Linked DNA regions of Mus musculus: all the other regions are linked to region 3. Evidence: chromatin contacts called from public capture Hi-C and promoter capture Hi-C data. All regions are on one chromosome and are shown on one strand. Each heading gives the region's core, a stretch centred on a gene start, on an enhancer-like site or on the middle of the called end of the contact. The rest is flanking DNA. Distances are from core to core; before and after follow the strand shown. Region 1 holds the start of Erich4 (glutamate rich 4). Region 2 holds the start of Tgfb1 (transforming growth factor, beta 1). Region 3 holds the start of Ceacam1 (carcinoembryonic antigen-related cell adhesion molecule 1). Region 4 holds the start of Tmem145 (transmembrane protein 145).

Evidence for each region. Promoter capture Hi-C pulls out the DNA fragments that hold promoters and counts their contacts. Capture Hi-C pulls out chosen DNA fragments and counts their contacts.
Region 1: a promoter capture Hi-C map of second pharyngeal arch cranial neural crest shows a contact between it and region 3, with 4 times the contacts expected there. The contact joins the promoter of Erich4 here to the promoter of Ceacam1 in region 3. A contact is called at or near these places in 24 of 39 promoter capture datasets (the 3T3-L1 cell line, 3T3-L1-derived adipocytes, the C10 cell line and 15 more), 3 of 15 datasets of contacts at CTCF or cohesin (embryonic stem cells and pro-B cells), 26 of 484 Hi-C or Micro-C datasets (B cells, the Ba/F3 cell line, CD4 T cells and 13 more), 13 of 115 datasets of contacts at active chromatin or transcription factors (the 230-238 cell line, the HPC-7 cell line, bone marrow-derived macrophages and 5 more) and 3 of 9 other capture datasets (adipose tissue, liver and macrophages).
Region 2: a promoter capture Hi-C map of liver shows a contact between it and region 3. The contact joins the promoter of Tgfb1 here to the promoter of Ceacam1 in region 3. A contact is called at or near these places in 8 of 39 promoter capture datasets (the C10 cell line, the HPC-7 cell line, embryonic stem cells and 3 more), 2 of 15 datasets of contacts at CTCF or cohesin (large pre-B cells and pro-B cells), 5 of 115 datasets of contacts at active chromatin or transcription factors (the 230-238 cell line, embryonic stem cells, large pre-B cells and 1 more) and 2 of 9 other capture datasets (adipose tissue and liver).
Region 4: a capture Hi-C map of macrophages shows a contact between it and region 3, with 2.1 times the contacts expected there. The contact joins the promoter of Tmem145 here to the promoter of Ceacam1 in region 3. A contact is called at or near these places in 7 of 39 promoter capture datasets (the 3T3-L1 cell line, cranial neural crest, frontonasal cranial neural crest and 3 more) and 2 of 9 other capture datasets (adipose tissue and macrophages).

Annotation. Positions count from the first base shown.
Region 1 is chr7:25,614,474-25,617,275 of GRCm38.p6, forward strand. It overlaps Erich4 (glutamate rich 4), which reads right to left and starts at 1,380. Exons shown (of 2, transcript NM_001039243.4): 1 at 1,190-1,380; 2 at 147-827. The coding sequence starts at 1,363. The coding sequence ends at 591.
Region 2 is chr7:25,685,616-25,688,728 of GRCm38.p6, forward strand. It overlaps Tgfb1 (transforming growth factor, beta 1), which reads left to right and starts at 1,387. Exons shown (of 7, transcript NM_011577.2): 1 at 1,387-2,608. The coding sequence starts at 2,254. B9d2 (B9 protein domain 2) reads left to right here. Exons shown (of 4, transcript NM_001362154.1): 4 at 366-947. The coding sequence ends at 679.
Region 3 is chr7:25,475,824-25,478,885 of GRCm38.p6, forward strand. Ceacam1 (carcinoembryonic antigen-related cell adhesion molecule 1) reads right to left here and starts at 1,802. Exons shown (of 9, transcript NM_001039185.1): 1 at 1,648-1,802; 2 at 521-880. The coding sequence starts at 1,711. All of the region lies in intron 4 of 4732471J01Rik (RIKEN cDNA 4732471J01 gene), which reads left to right.
Region 4 is chr7:25,304,767-25,307,917 of GRCm38.p6, forward strand. Tmem145 (transmembrane protein 145) reads left to right here and starts at 1,342. Exons shown (of 15, transcript NM_183311.2): 1 at 1,342-1,517; 2 at 2,323-2,397; 3 at 2,512-2,589; 4 at 2,682-2,768; 5 at 2,851-2,952; 6 at 3,055-3,139. The coding sequence starts at 1,398.

The DNA of each region.
Region 1 (2,802 bases), core at 130-2,629, 140 kb after region 3:
AGTATATAAAATCCAGCACTCGGGAGGCAGAGGCCAGCCTGGTCTACAAAGTGAGTTCTAGGACAGCCAGGGCTATACAGAGGAACCCTGTCTTGAAACCACACACACACACACACACACACACACACACACACACACAAAGCATATAAAATCAATATTTTATTTCACATATTCAGAATATCATTTCAACCTGTAGTTGTCGAGCTGTTTAAACTGTTGATCGGTTTTACCACAGAGGTGTTTGACCTTTGTCCACCTCTCATCTCAGTCCGAACCCACCACGTTTCAATTGCTTACCGGCCATGGGGCCTACCACACTACGCAGAATTGGTCTTCAAACCTGTCTGCCAAGATTCTGTCACTTCAGCCAAGCACCTGGTCTCCAGGTCACACTGCAACATCTCTACAGACACACGGGTGGCTTTTGTGCCCCTCCCAAATCTGCAATCACACCTGCCCACAGCACCCAGGTCCCTGCCAGGATCTCCAACTGTTTTGTGGGTCTGCCGAAGGAGCACCCTTGATTCTCAATCTCCGTTTTTTTCCTTTGCATGAATTTGCATCTCATTTGCGTGTCAAGCTAAATGACCTCAGATGGTCATCTCGAAGTCAGGGAGGCGCTGGGCTGGATAGGAGCTCCGGGAACGTTCTTCGTCCTGCTTCTCCTCGGGCCCTTTGTTCTCTTCAACACAGCTCTTCTCCTCCTGCTCCTCTTCCTCTTCCTCCTCTTCCAGGATAGTGACCAGCTCTTCCCGAAAGGTCCCCATCTCCAGTCCCAGGTCACACAGCTGTCCCAACAGCTGGACATCCACTCGTCGCAGGTTCCCCTGTAGGAATAAAGGAACACCATGGGGAGGCTCCACGGGGAGCCTGCCAGAGCTCCATGGGGGCAAGTTTCAGCTCAAGTCCTGTCCTGCCTGGCCAGGGCCCTCACCTCTGTCTCATCTCCGGCTCCGTTTTCTCATCCTTGCCTTTGGGCTCTCCCAGCCCCCATTCCATCTGAGGTCCTGTCTGATCCTGCTCTGGGTCTCTGATTTCTATCTCTGTTCTCCGAGACTGACTCCAATCCTGTCTCTCATGCTCTGTCCCCACCCTGGCCCAGGCCCCGCTGATCCTCGGCTACGTCTACCTTTATCAATATTCACTCATGTTCCTCGTTCTCTCCTATCTCTCTAAGGCCCTCACTCACCAGCTCCTCCCAGATCCATAGAATCAGCTCCCTGGCACCCCCAAGTTCTGCCCCTGAAGACATAAGGGCCTGACCGGGGTTCCCTTCTGGCGGGGGCACCCTTAGGGCCTTGGGGAGTGGACCCAATCCACTGGGCTCCAGTCCAGCCTGCTTCAGCTGCACCCACGGCTCCATAGTCCGAACCATGGACTGAAGAGCAGGAAGTAGCAAGGTCCAAGTGACCCAGTCCCCTGGGGAGCTGTGGGATGCAGGGAAGGCGGGGAGGGGCTGGCAGATATATCCCAAAGTCCATTCTTCACTGTGAATCAGCTGGCCACATTTTCTCTCTTCCTTCCTTCCTTCCTTCCTTCCTTCCTTCCTTCCTTCCTTCCTTCCTTCCTTTCTTTCTTTCTTTCTTTCTTTCTTTCTTTCTTTCTTTCTTTTTTCTTTCCTTCTTTTTTTCTGAAGTCCAACCTCCATGATCTCACAGGGTTCAAAGATAGCCGTGAGCAGAGGTCCAGCTTCACCCTGTTGCCCCTCAGGCTGACACCCCCACACCCCACACTCCTGCTTAGGATACCTGGTGCTTGGTGCTCAGTACCTGTAGGGGCTGAGCTGTCTTCCTTCCTAGGCCCTCCCTGTTGCCAGCCTTCCTCAGCCTCTTTAGCGGAATGACTTTGGTCAGCCCCCAACCCGGTCCTTGTCTGTCCCCTGCCGGGGCTTTGCCACCAGTGTGCCTGAAGAGCCTCTGTATGGAAGCTGCAGGCTAGGATACAGAAGCTAGTTCTGCTAGCGCGGACTTGGCAGCATTGTGTCCTTGTAGAGCAGTCAGGACTGGGAGGTGCTTGGGTCTTGCTAGGTTATGCCAGTGGCTCAGGGTCCGGGCTTAGACCTCAGCTGCTCACCCTCCTGAGCCCAGACTCCAATTCTGCAAGGCTCATATCTTGACATCTGTGTGGTAAGCACAGAACTCCCACTTTGGACCCACCCCACTAAACCCATTTTCCGTTGATGTGGAAACAAGTCACCATAAGCTGGGCATCTTATAGCAATGCAAGGGGTGCATCAAAGGTTAAAGGTGCTTGCTACCAAGACTAATAATCTGAGTTCAAGCCCCAGGACCCACAGGATGAAAGGAGAAAACTTACTCTTACAAGTTGTCCTCTGACCTACACACACACACACACACACACACACACACACACACACTTCAATCACACTTCCGTCCCTAGCACTGCAAGGAGAGAAGATAATTCTCTTGCTACTCTGAGGCATAAAGTAGGTACACTGGGCGTGGCTGCTTCTGGAAACTCTAGGAAAGAATCCACGCTCTCCTCTCCTGAGCTTCTGGAAACTTCCTGCTTTCCTGTGTCACTCCAAACTTTTGAGTCCGGCATCCTGACTCCTGCTGACTCCACTGGCCATCCTTCTGATGAGACCCACCTGATTCATTACCCGGTCACCTATGATAACACCCCATCTCAAGGTCCTTAAACTGGCCAGCTGGTGTTGTCACACGCCTTTAATCCCAGCACTGGGGAGGCAGAGAGGCAGGTGGATCTCGGAGTTCGAGACCAGCCTCGTCTATGGAATGAATTCCAGAATAGCCAGAGCTACACAGAAATACCCTGTCT
Region 2 (3,113 bases), core at 137-2,636, 210 kb after region 3:
AGCAAAGCAAGTCCATGAGGAGGAGGGCGGAAGGGGTCTAAGCTGAGGTGCTGACCTGGGGGCCTGGGAGAGTGAAGAGACCACAAAGGGAGGTCAGACGAGGCCAGACTTGACTTGAGAGGTTGGACTTTGTTCTGTGGCCCAGGGGAGTCATGGGAGGGTTTTGAGCAAGAGGGTAATGTGGATTGCTCTAGATTCCTGTGACTACTATGTGGAGTGAGTGGGAGATGAGAACCCAGAGAGGAAATTCAGGCAATAATCCAAGGTAAAAGTACTGTGCGAGGTCTCCAGTGGTTTCAATGCTGGGAACCCGGGAGCAGGGTTCTGCCCCTTTGTCCTTTTCTCTAACGCCTCTCCTCCCGCAGGTTGGCCTCGACTCCATCTCCAGGTGTGGTCCCAGGACAGCTTTGGCCGCTGCCAGCTTGCTGGCTATGGCTTTTGCCATGTGCCTAGCAGCCCAGGCACTCATCAGCTGGACTGCCCTACATGGAGGCCCCTGGGCAGTTGGAGGGAGCAGCTAGCACGGGCTTTCGTGGGTGGTGGGCCACAGCTGCTGCACGCAGATACCATCTACAGCGGGGCTGACCGCTACCGCCTGCACACGGCCGCGGGTGGCACAGTGCACCTTGGTATCGGCCTGCTGCTGCGCCACTTCGATCGCTATGGAGTGGAGTGTTGAGGGACTTCATTGCTACTAATCGCCATCATCCACTGAGCACATAATGGCACAGCAGTGAAGCAGGCACGTGGACTCTGGAGACTGTCAGTCCTGATCACCCCCAAGTCATGGCCCCTATGCCATGGACTGCAAGGCCAGGAACTCCCCTGTGGCCCATGCTCCACTGAACTACGGGGTAGAAAGGGCTGTGGGTTGGAGGGACATGAGCAGGGCCCACTGTTTGGACTGTCGGGGGCACTTAATAAAAGCGTGTATTTCTCATGGGTAAGGTGCCTCCTTGTATCCGCTAAAGCTCTCAGACGTCGGTCTCCTTATTTCACTCTCCTTGACACTCTCATCCGCAAAGTCTGCCCCTGCCTTTCGCTCTCCACCGCCTAGGTCCCCACTTCTAATACAGGACTCTGTTTTCTCACGAAGTCCCAATTTTTCCTTTGACCCTTCAACAACTCCCAAATCCACCGGGGCGCTTTGGTTGGTCACCGGCTTTAGTAGTGCTCCGCCGCCAGGAGGCAGCACCCTGGAGGTGGGGCGAGGCCGGGGTGCCCGCCCCCTCCCCGCAGGGCTGAAGGGACCCCCCTTGGAGCCCGCCCACGCTAAGATGAAGACAGTGCCCCCCCATGCCCTCCCCCTGGGGCTGCCCCCGCCCCGCGCGCGCTTCCTGGGTGGGGCCGGGGCGGCTTCAAAACCCCCGCCGCCCCAGCCGGTCCCGCCGCCGCCGCCGCCCTTCGCGCCCCAGGCCGTCCCCCTCCTCCTCCCGCCGCGGATCCTCCAGACAGCCAGGCCCCCGGCCGGGGCAGGGGGGACGCCCCTTCGGGGCACCCCCGGCTCTGAGCCGCACTCGGAGTCGGCCTCCGCTGGGAGCCGGCAAAGGAGCAGCCGAGGAGCCGTCCGAGGCCCCAGAGTCTGAGACCAGCCGCCGCCGCAGGGAGGAGGGGGAGGAGGAGTGGGAGGAGGGACGAGCTGGTTGAGAGAAGAGGAAAAAAGTTTTGAGACTTTTCCGCTGCTACTGCAAGTCAGAGACGTGGGGACTTCTTGGCACTGCGCTGTCTCGCAAGGAGGCAGGACCTGAGGACTCCAGACAGCCCTGCTCACCGTCGTGGACACTCGATCGCTACCCGGCGTTCCTCAGACGCCCCTATTCCGGACCAGCCCTCGGGAGCCACAAACCCCGCCTCCCGCGAAGACTTCACCCCAAAGCTGGGGCGCACCCCTTGCACGCCGCCCTCCCCCCAGCCTGCCTCTTGAGTCCCTCGCATCCCAGGACCCTCTCTCCCCCGAGAGGCAGATCTCCCTCGGACCTGCTGGCAGTAGCTCCCCTATTTAAGAACACCCACTTTTGGATCTCAGAGAGCGCTCATCTCGATTTTTACCCTGGTGGTATACTGAGACACCTTGGTGTCAGAGCCTCACCGCGACTCCTGCTGCTTTCTCCCTCAACCTCAAATTATTCAGGACTATCACCTACCTTTCCTTGGGAGACCCCACCCCACAAGCCCTGCAGGGGCGGGGCCTCCGCATCCCACCTTTGCCGAGGGTTCCCGCTCTCCGAAGTGCCGTGGGGCGCCGCCTCCCCCATGCCGCCCTCGGGGCTGCGGCTACTGCCGCTTCTGCTCCCACTCCCGTGGCTTCTAGTGCTGACGCCCGGGAGGCCAGCCGCGGGACTCTCCACCTGCAAGACCATCGACATGGAGCTGGTGAAACGGAAGCGCATCGAAGCCATCCGTGGCCAGATCCTGTCCAAACTAAGGCTCGCCAGTCCCCCAAGCCAGGGGGAGGTACCGCCCGGCCCGCTGCCCGAGGCGGTGCTCGCTTTGTACAACAGCACCCGCGACCGGGTGGCAGGCGAGAGCGCCGACCCAGAGCCGGAGCCCGAAGCGGACTACTATGCTAAAGAGGTCACCCGCGTGCTAATGGTGGACCGCAACAACGGTGAGCTCCGAGGGGCCGGGGAGCCAGGAGGGAGCCCCCAGGGGGCGCCGGAGTGCAGGGGTCACCGGGAGGAAATTACCCTCAGAGGAAACTGGCTGGAGGAAGGGGAGCCCTGGGGGCACCGGGACAACTGTGTGGGTGTCCCAAAGAGGCTGGCACTTTCCCGTACCCCAGGTGTCTTTGAGAGGAATAGACAGCCTGCCAAAGTGATCCTCTCCTAGAAAAGCAAGGTCGTGGGGAGAGTCCCCTCTAGAAGAGGAGCATTTGGCAGGTTTTGTTTTAAGTTCCCCTAATGGTGCCTAAAAATGCAGGGCTCGCTGGGTGGTCTCTTTCCAGAAAGGTAGAACCCAGCTCAAGAGAATGGAAGGTGTCCAACATTTCGGAATGGAGATGCAATGTGGAAAGCCGACCCCAGACCGGGTCGTGAGATGGAGAGAAAACCTAGGGGATGGGTACCCTAGAACTGCCAAATAAAATCTCTAGTGGGCTTACTCTCAGAAAGCGA
Region 3 (3,062 bases), core at 552-3,051:
AGAAGGAGATACCCAGGTGACCTACCTCAGACATGGCTCTAGTCTAGGCTGACTGTCAACAGCCTACCAGCCTACAATCAACCGTTGTCCCTGTCAGCTCTAACAAGAGGGCAAATCTCAACCCAGGCTAACAACTTCCCAGGGTTCCTGGAGTCCAGGCTGGGTCTGGAGCAAAGTTTCCTGGTGCTCACCTCTCCGTGAGATTCTCATGGTTTCCTCAGGCAGGCCCTGCTTGAGCCCTGAAGGGTCTTTCTCGAGGCCATGCTCAGGATAAGCAGCCTAAGTTACTGTGCAGAGTCTGACATCCTCACACTGAGTTACCTCACAATCTCTTCTCTGAAGGAGTGGGTCCAAGTGAGGCATCGCGGTTTATTGCTGTATTTCTCCCCTCTGTGTGCCCCGAACTAAATGCTCCCACCACAATGTAGGGGACATAGTTGAGTCATCAAGGATTGACAGTGCTGTGTGGGAAGCAGGATTAACTCTACCCATGACGCCGAGGTTACAGATAATTACTTACGGTGTACATGAAATCGCACAGTCGCCTGAGTACGACGATAGTTTTCATCTGTCATATCTAGTGTGTAGACTCCCATATCCTTCATGGTGATCATTTGGAAGAGCAGGGATCCATTGCTGTATATTATCTCTCTGCCGCTGTATGCTTGCCCCGTGAAATTCATATTACTATTTGGTACAAATCGTGCAATTTCTTTGTCTATAGCCGTAGTGTTTCCCTTGTACCAGGCAAAGGCTCCAAGCGCCAGGGGCAGATTGTGAACAAGTAGAAGAACATTGTTGTCTTCAGCAACCTGGGGCGGCACAGCCTCAATGGTGACTTCAGCAGTGGTGGCAGGGCTCCAGGAGGCTAAAAGTGAGGCTAAGAGGGAAGAGAGAAAGACCTATCAATCTTAGGACCTTTGCAAAACCTCTCAGCCTTGCTGTGCCTGTGTCCTATTGGGTGGTGGCCAGCAGATCACCTCCATTCCTCATCTTTCCACTGTAGGAAACGCTCTTCTCCGGCATTCACACAGCTCACCTCTCACTGCCCTCAGACCCCAGCTCACACTCAGAGTCTTTGCTGAGTGTAGGCCTATCTTCTCTGACCCCCTCCTCTAAAGACCCTGCACCTTCATTTTCTGGCCTTTCTCTGCTTTGATTTTTTCTGAAGTGCTTGCCAACCTGACCCCACCTAGATGCCCTCGCAGGTCTGCCGTTTTACACATAGAACTAGGGCTTTGTGTGCAGGGCTAGGTGGGTTTTGGCTTAATCCCTGCTGCCTGGAACATGCTCATATACCTGTTTGCAAATCAGTGTCCCAGAGCCTAGTGTATTTGCAAATTTCTCAGTGTAGTATGCAATAATTCTGTTTACTTGCCCCAGTTTGGTTTTTACGTGGAGAGTCACCCTGACAGAGTTGTGGACTTCAGTCTTCAGGATATCCTAGCCAGTGCGATAAACTTAACAATAGCAAAGAACTGAGTTACTCCTCACCACTAGCCAATTCACACTCACTGAGAGCTTCCTGTTGCCGTCAAGCTTCAAGCAGAAGCCAGATGTCCCTTCTCAGGTTCCTTTCCTCTCCCAGAAGAGCCCAGCCAGTCTCTGAGCTCCCCTGCTCTCTACTGGGAAGGAATATCTCCTTACCTGTGAGCAGTAGTCCTCCCCAGGGAACCTGCCCTTTGTGGAGATGTGCTGAGGCCAGCTCCATGTCTCTGCTGCCTGCCTGCTAGCTTCTTCTCCAACACTACTGCTAAGCCAGGCTGCCCTGATATCTGCCCTGCTTTTCTTAAAGGAGCTTTGTCTCCTCCCAGGGGAGGGCACCTCCCAGATCCACGTGGGCTGGGGGTGGAGCCTGTGAGTCTGACAATGCTGAACTCCTGTCAGTGTGGGCCTCCCGTCCTTCTATTCCTCTTTCCAGTTCAGTGTTCTAGAACATACTCCGAGCAGCAAGGCTGAGGAGTGCCCTGTGCCCTGGCCTTGGGGCTGTCAACTGCAGCAGGAGTTCCAGCATTTCCTGTAGCCTAGAGTGACACAAACCCCCATGGGAGCCCTCTGTGCCCTGCTCTCAATGCTCACAGAGGTGGGGTTTACTCCAGGCAGGAAGTGGCAGAGTTATCTGGAGGGTTAAGGAAAGGCCTAGCTGAGTGATGACTGGGTAGGACCTGATCCATCGTCACTGATGACACCAGTCATGTGTCTGATCCTAGGATACAAGTTGTCTCAGGGGCTTCATATCCTGGGTGTGCAGGAGGAGGTGACCTGTGTGTCCTGGAAAGAGGACTGTGTGCTCCACCTTCCTATGGAGGGTGCCAGGGAGACCTCCCCAGCTTCCTGTGCTGGCCAAATGTGATTCAGGTCTGCCCGTGCCCTCCGTAACCGTCCCAGGATGGCTCTGTTCTCCTTGGTGAATGCCCTGGGATTTCCCATCTCTCCCATGGATGATGGAGGATGGAAGGGACCACATCGGCTGTCCTTGCAGAATGGAGTTCTCAGAGATACAGGAAAGAGCCAGGAGGACAGAGTATGGTTAGGTGAGGGAGCTGGCTCCAGGTGTGTCAACTGGGATGGAAACTGCAATCCAGGTTGCAAGATAGGTTCTTGCGTATTCTTTCGTTGGTCATCCAGATCCCGGGAGCTCTGTGGGGGTCTGGCCTCTTGGCACTGTTGCTCCCTCCACTGGGCTGCAAACCCCCCTCGGCTCCTTCAGTCCCTTCTCCAACTCCTCCATCTGGGACCCCATGCTCAGTCCAATGGTTGACTGTGAGCTTTCGCCTTGCCTCTGTACTTGTCAGGCTCTGGTAAAGCTTCTTAGGAGACAGACAGATCCGGCTTCCATCAGCTAGCACTTCCTGACATCCACAATCGTGTACAGGTTTGGTGGCTATATGTTGAATGGATCCCCAGGTGGGGCAGTCTCTGGATGGCCTTTCCTTCAGTCTTTGCTCCACACTTTGTCTCCGTATTTCCTCCTGTGAAGATTTTGTTCACCCTTCTAAGAAGCAGTGAAGCATCCACACTTTGGTCTTTCTTCTTCTTAGGCTTCATATAGTCTGTGAATT
Region 4 (3,151 bases), core at 92-2,591, 170 kb before region 3:
GAATTTGGAGCAATCCACCAGTCTGTTTCCCAAGTACTGGGGTTAATTGCATGTACCATGTCTTACTCCAGGAATTTCATTTATTTGCTATTTTGGGAATGTGATTCAGGACCTTACACATAAGCTAGGCAAACATATTACCACTGAGCTACATCTCCAGCCAGAAAGCTTTTTGTTCATACTTTCCTTTTCCTTCTCTTTTCTTTTTTCTTTTTCTTTCTTTTTTCTTTCTTTCTTTCTTTCTTTCTTTCTTTCTTTCTTTCTTTCTTTCTTTCTTTCTTTTTTTTTTTTAAGACAGAGTTTCTCTGTGCAGCCCTGGCTGTCCTGGAACTCACTCTGTAGACCAGGCTGGCCTCAAACTCAGAAATCCGCCTGCCTCTGCCTCACATGTGCTGGGATTAAAGGCGTGCGCCACCACTGCCTGGCTTTTTTTTTTTTCCCCCATTTTTAAAACAGATTCTCACTTATGTGGTCCTGACTGTTCTGGAATTTAATGCAGAGACCAGTCTGGCCTTGAATTCACAAAGAATTGCCTGTCCCCCTACCCCGCAGATGTGTCTAGCCAGAAAGCTTTTGAAATGGCATTTTGAGCAGCAGTGAATGAATTTTCTGCAGTGGAGGGTGAAGGATAAAGCTAGGAATATTTGTTGGAGTCTGATGCTGGAAGACCTTCCCAGGACTCTCAGTTGCCCTATGGGAAATGACAGAATTAATAGCAGCATGGGTGGGGGTGGGGGGCATCAAACTACACTAAGGGATAAGAGGCCCAGTGATTTGTCCTAGGTCTTCTGGTAGGGACATGACAAAGCCAGCCCTGGCAGCTAGAGCACTGGCTCCTCCATATCTCACCTTTGTCTCAAGCAGCTGGGGTTCACACCCTAGGGGTGGGGCAGGCAGTCAGGAGTGATTGTTTTGTTAGAAGGTTTTACTGTGTGTGTGTATGTGTGTGTCCCAGAACAATGTCTCATCTTCTGTGTGTCTATGGGCACAAGGTTTGCCAAATCTAGAGAATGGGTAATAATAGAATAATTTGGGGTCAAAACTGGGGATCAGTGGTCAGGACAGAGCTCGGTTTTCTCGGTTAAATCCTGGAGTCTGCAGTCCAAAGAAGACCCTTGCTTGCGGGAATGTGAGTTCAGTTTAGGACACACGCATCCTGAGGTTTCTTTGAGACGCCTGTAGAAGAGGATCACAGCTGGGGTGAGGTGACAAGAGAATGTTCTCTCTCAGGTGGGAAGAGTAGGAGACAGTTTAGTCCATCCCGGAGGAGGGGGCGGAGACCGCTGCGTCCAGCGGCCCCTTTAATCGGGGGCGCGCGCTGGCCAGCCCGCGCGCTCTCGCCTCCGTCACCGGGCCGGAGCGGGAGCCGGAGCCGAGCCGAGGCCAGAGCGGGAGGAATGGAGCCCTCCCGCGCGCCCGTGCTGCGCCGCCTGCTGCCGCCGCTACTGCTCTTGCTGCTGCCACTGTACCCCCGCACCCGGGCCAAGTACGTGCGGGGCAACCTCAGCTCCAAAGAGGTGAGCACACCGAGCCATCTCCTAGCGTTCCCTGGCCCGCGGGACCCAAGAGGGGATGATGCCGCCCCGCCCCCTGCGCCCCTCCCGGGCCGGGGCGTGAGGAATGGGGGCCCGGACCAGGGAGAAGGCTGTGGGTTGGGGGTTGCATGGTGGCTGTCGAGGCCAGCCTGGGTGGGGAGGGTCGGTAGGCAGAGTCAGAGTTACGGGGAACAGAGCTGCACCATGGTGGTGCTGAAGGGACAGCACCCCTCACTCCACCAAGTGGAGGTTGCCTGGCCTGCTCAGGACCAGCAAGGAAGGTTTGGGAGATTGCCCAGGATGTCATGATGGCATGGTTTGTGGGACCACCTTGGGGCTGCTCTCTCTCTCTCTCTCTCTCTCTCTCTCTCTCTCTCTCTCTCTCTCTCTCTCTCTCTCTCTCTCTCTCTCTCTCTCTCTCTCAGCATGTGTGTGCATGTGTGTGTGTAACTGGGGGAATGCAGCTGAGAAAGAGTCCAGGACAGATGGTGGTGGGGATGTGCACCTGGCCATCCCTGGTCTTTTTCAGTGTGTCTGGAAGATGGGGAGGAGGAGGACGGGGGTGGGGGGGAAAGAAACTTGAGGGACATCTGAGGGAGAAAACCAGGGCAGCAGAAAATCGGACACACAGCAAAAGGATCTGGAAAGAATTCTGGAGGTGACTTAGCTGCTTTGTGGTGTTTGGGAAGCTAAGTGGCTTTGGGTAGAGAAGAAAAGTTGAGGGTCTGTGGGTAGGGTCAAGCTGAGTTCTTGAAGGACTCAGATCTCACTGGATTCTTTTTGCCAGGATTGGGTGTTCCTGACAAGATTTTGTTTCCTTTCGGATTATGGACGACTGGACTTCCGATTCCGATACCCCGAGGTGAGTCTCCCTAGCCACTCTCCTTAGCTGAGGCTGGACACTCCCTTGGCCCTCCTTGGCAAAAGCTCTCCAACTGCTATAAACACCCCAACCGCCAAATCTCTGGGTCTTCAGGCTAAGTGCTGTCAGAACATCCTCCTCTACTTTGACGACCCATCCCAGTGGCCAGCGGTGTACAAGGCAAGGGACAAGGTGAGAGCTGTGAAGAGTGGGTATGTGAGGGGTGTCCAGGGACAGAAGGCCACAGCCATTCAGAGGGTGACCATGCCTCTGCCTTGCCCTAGGACTGTTTGGCCAAGGAGTCGGTGATCAGGCCAGAGAACAACCAGGTCATCAATCTCACCACTCAGTACGCCTGGTCGGGCTGTCAGGTGCGAGGCAGTGCAGAGGTGCTAAAGGTCTAGGGCCTGGTGGCATTGCAGATGAGACTTCAGCCTTTTGGCTTCTCCCCAGGTGGTGTCAGAGGAGGGAACTCGCTACCTGAGCTGCTCCAGTGGCCGCAGCTTCCGTTCTGTGCGTGAAAGATGGTGGTATATCGCACTCAGCAAGTGTGGGGTAAGGGCCTGGGGCAGCTGCCTGGCCTTTCTCCTCTTTCCCTTCCTGTTGACTTCCTCCTACCTGCCCAGAGCCCCACTTAGGCCTCCCCACTCCCCACAGGGAGACGGGCTGCAGTTGGAGTATGAGATGGTCCTTACCAACGGCAAGTCTTTCTGGACACGGCACTTCTCAGCTGATGAATTTGGTGAGCAGATCT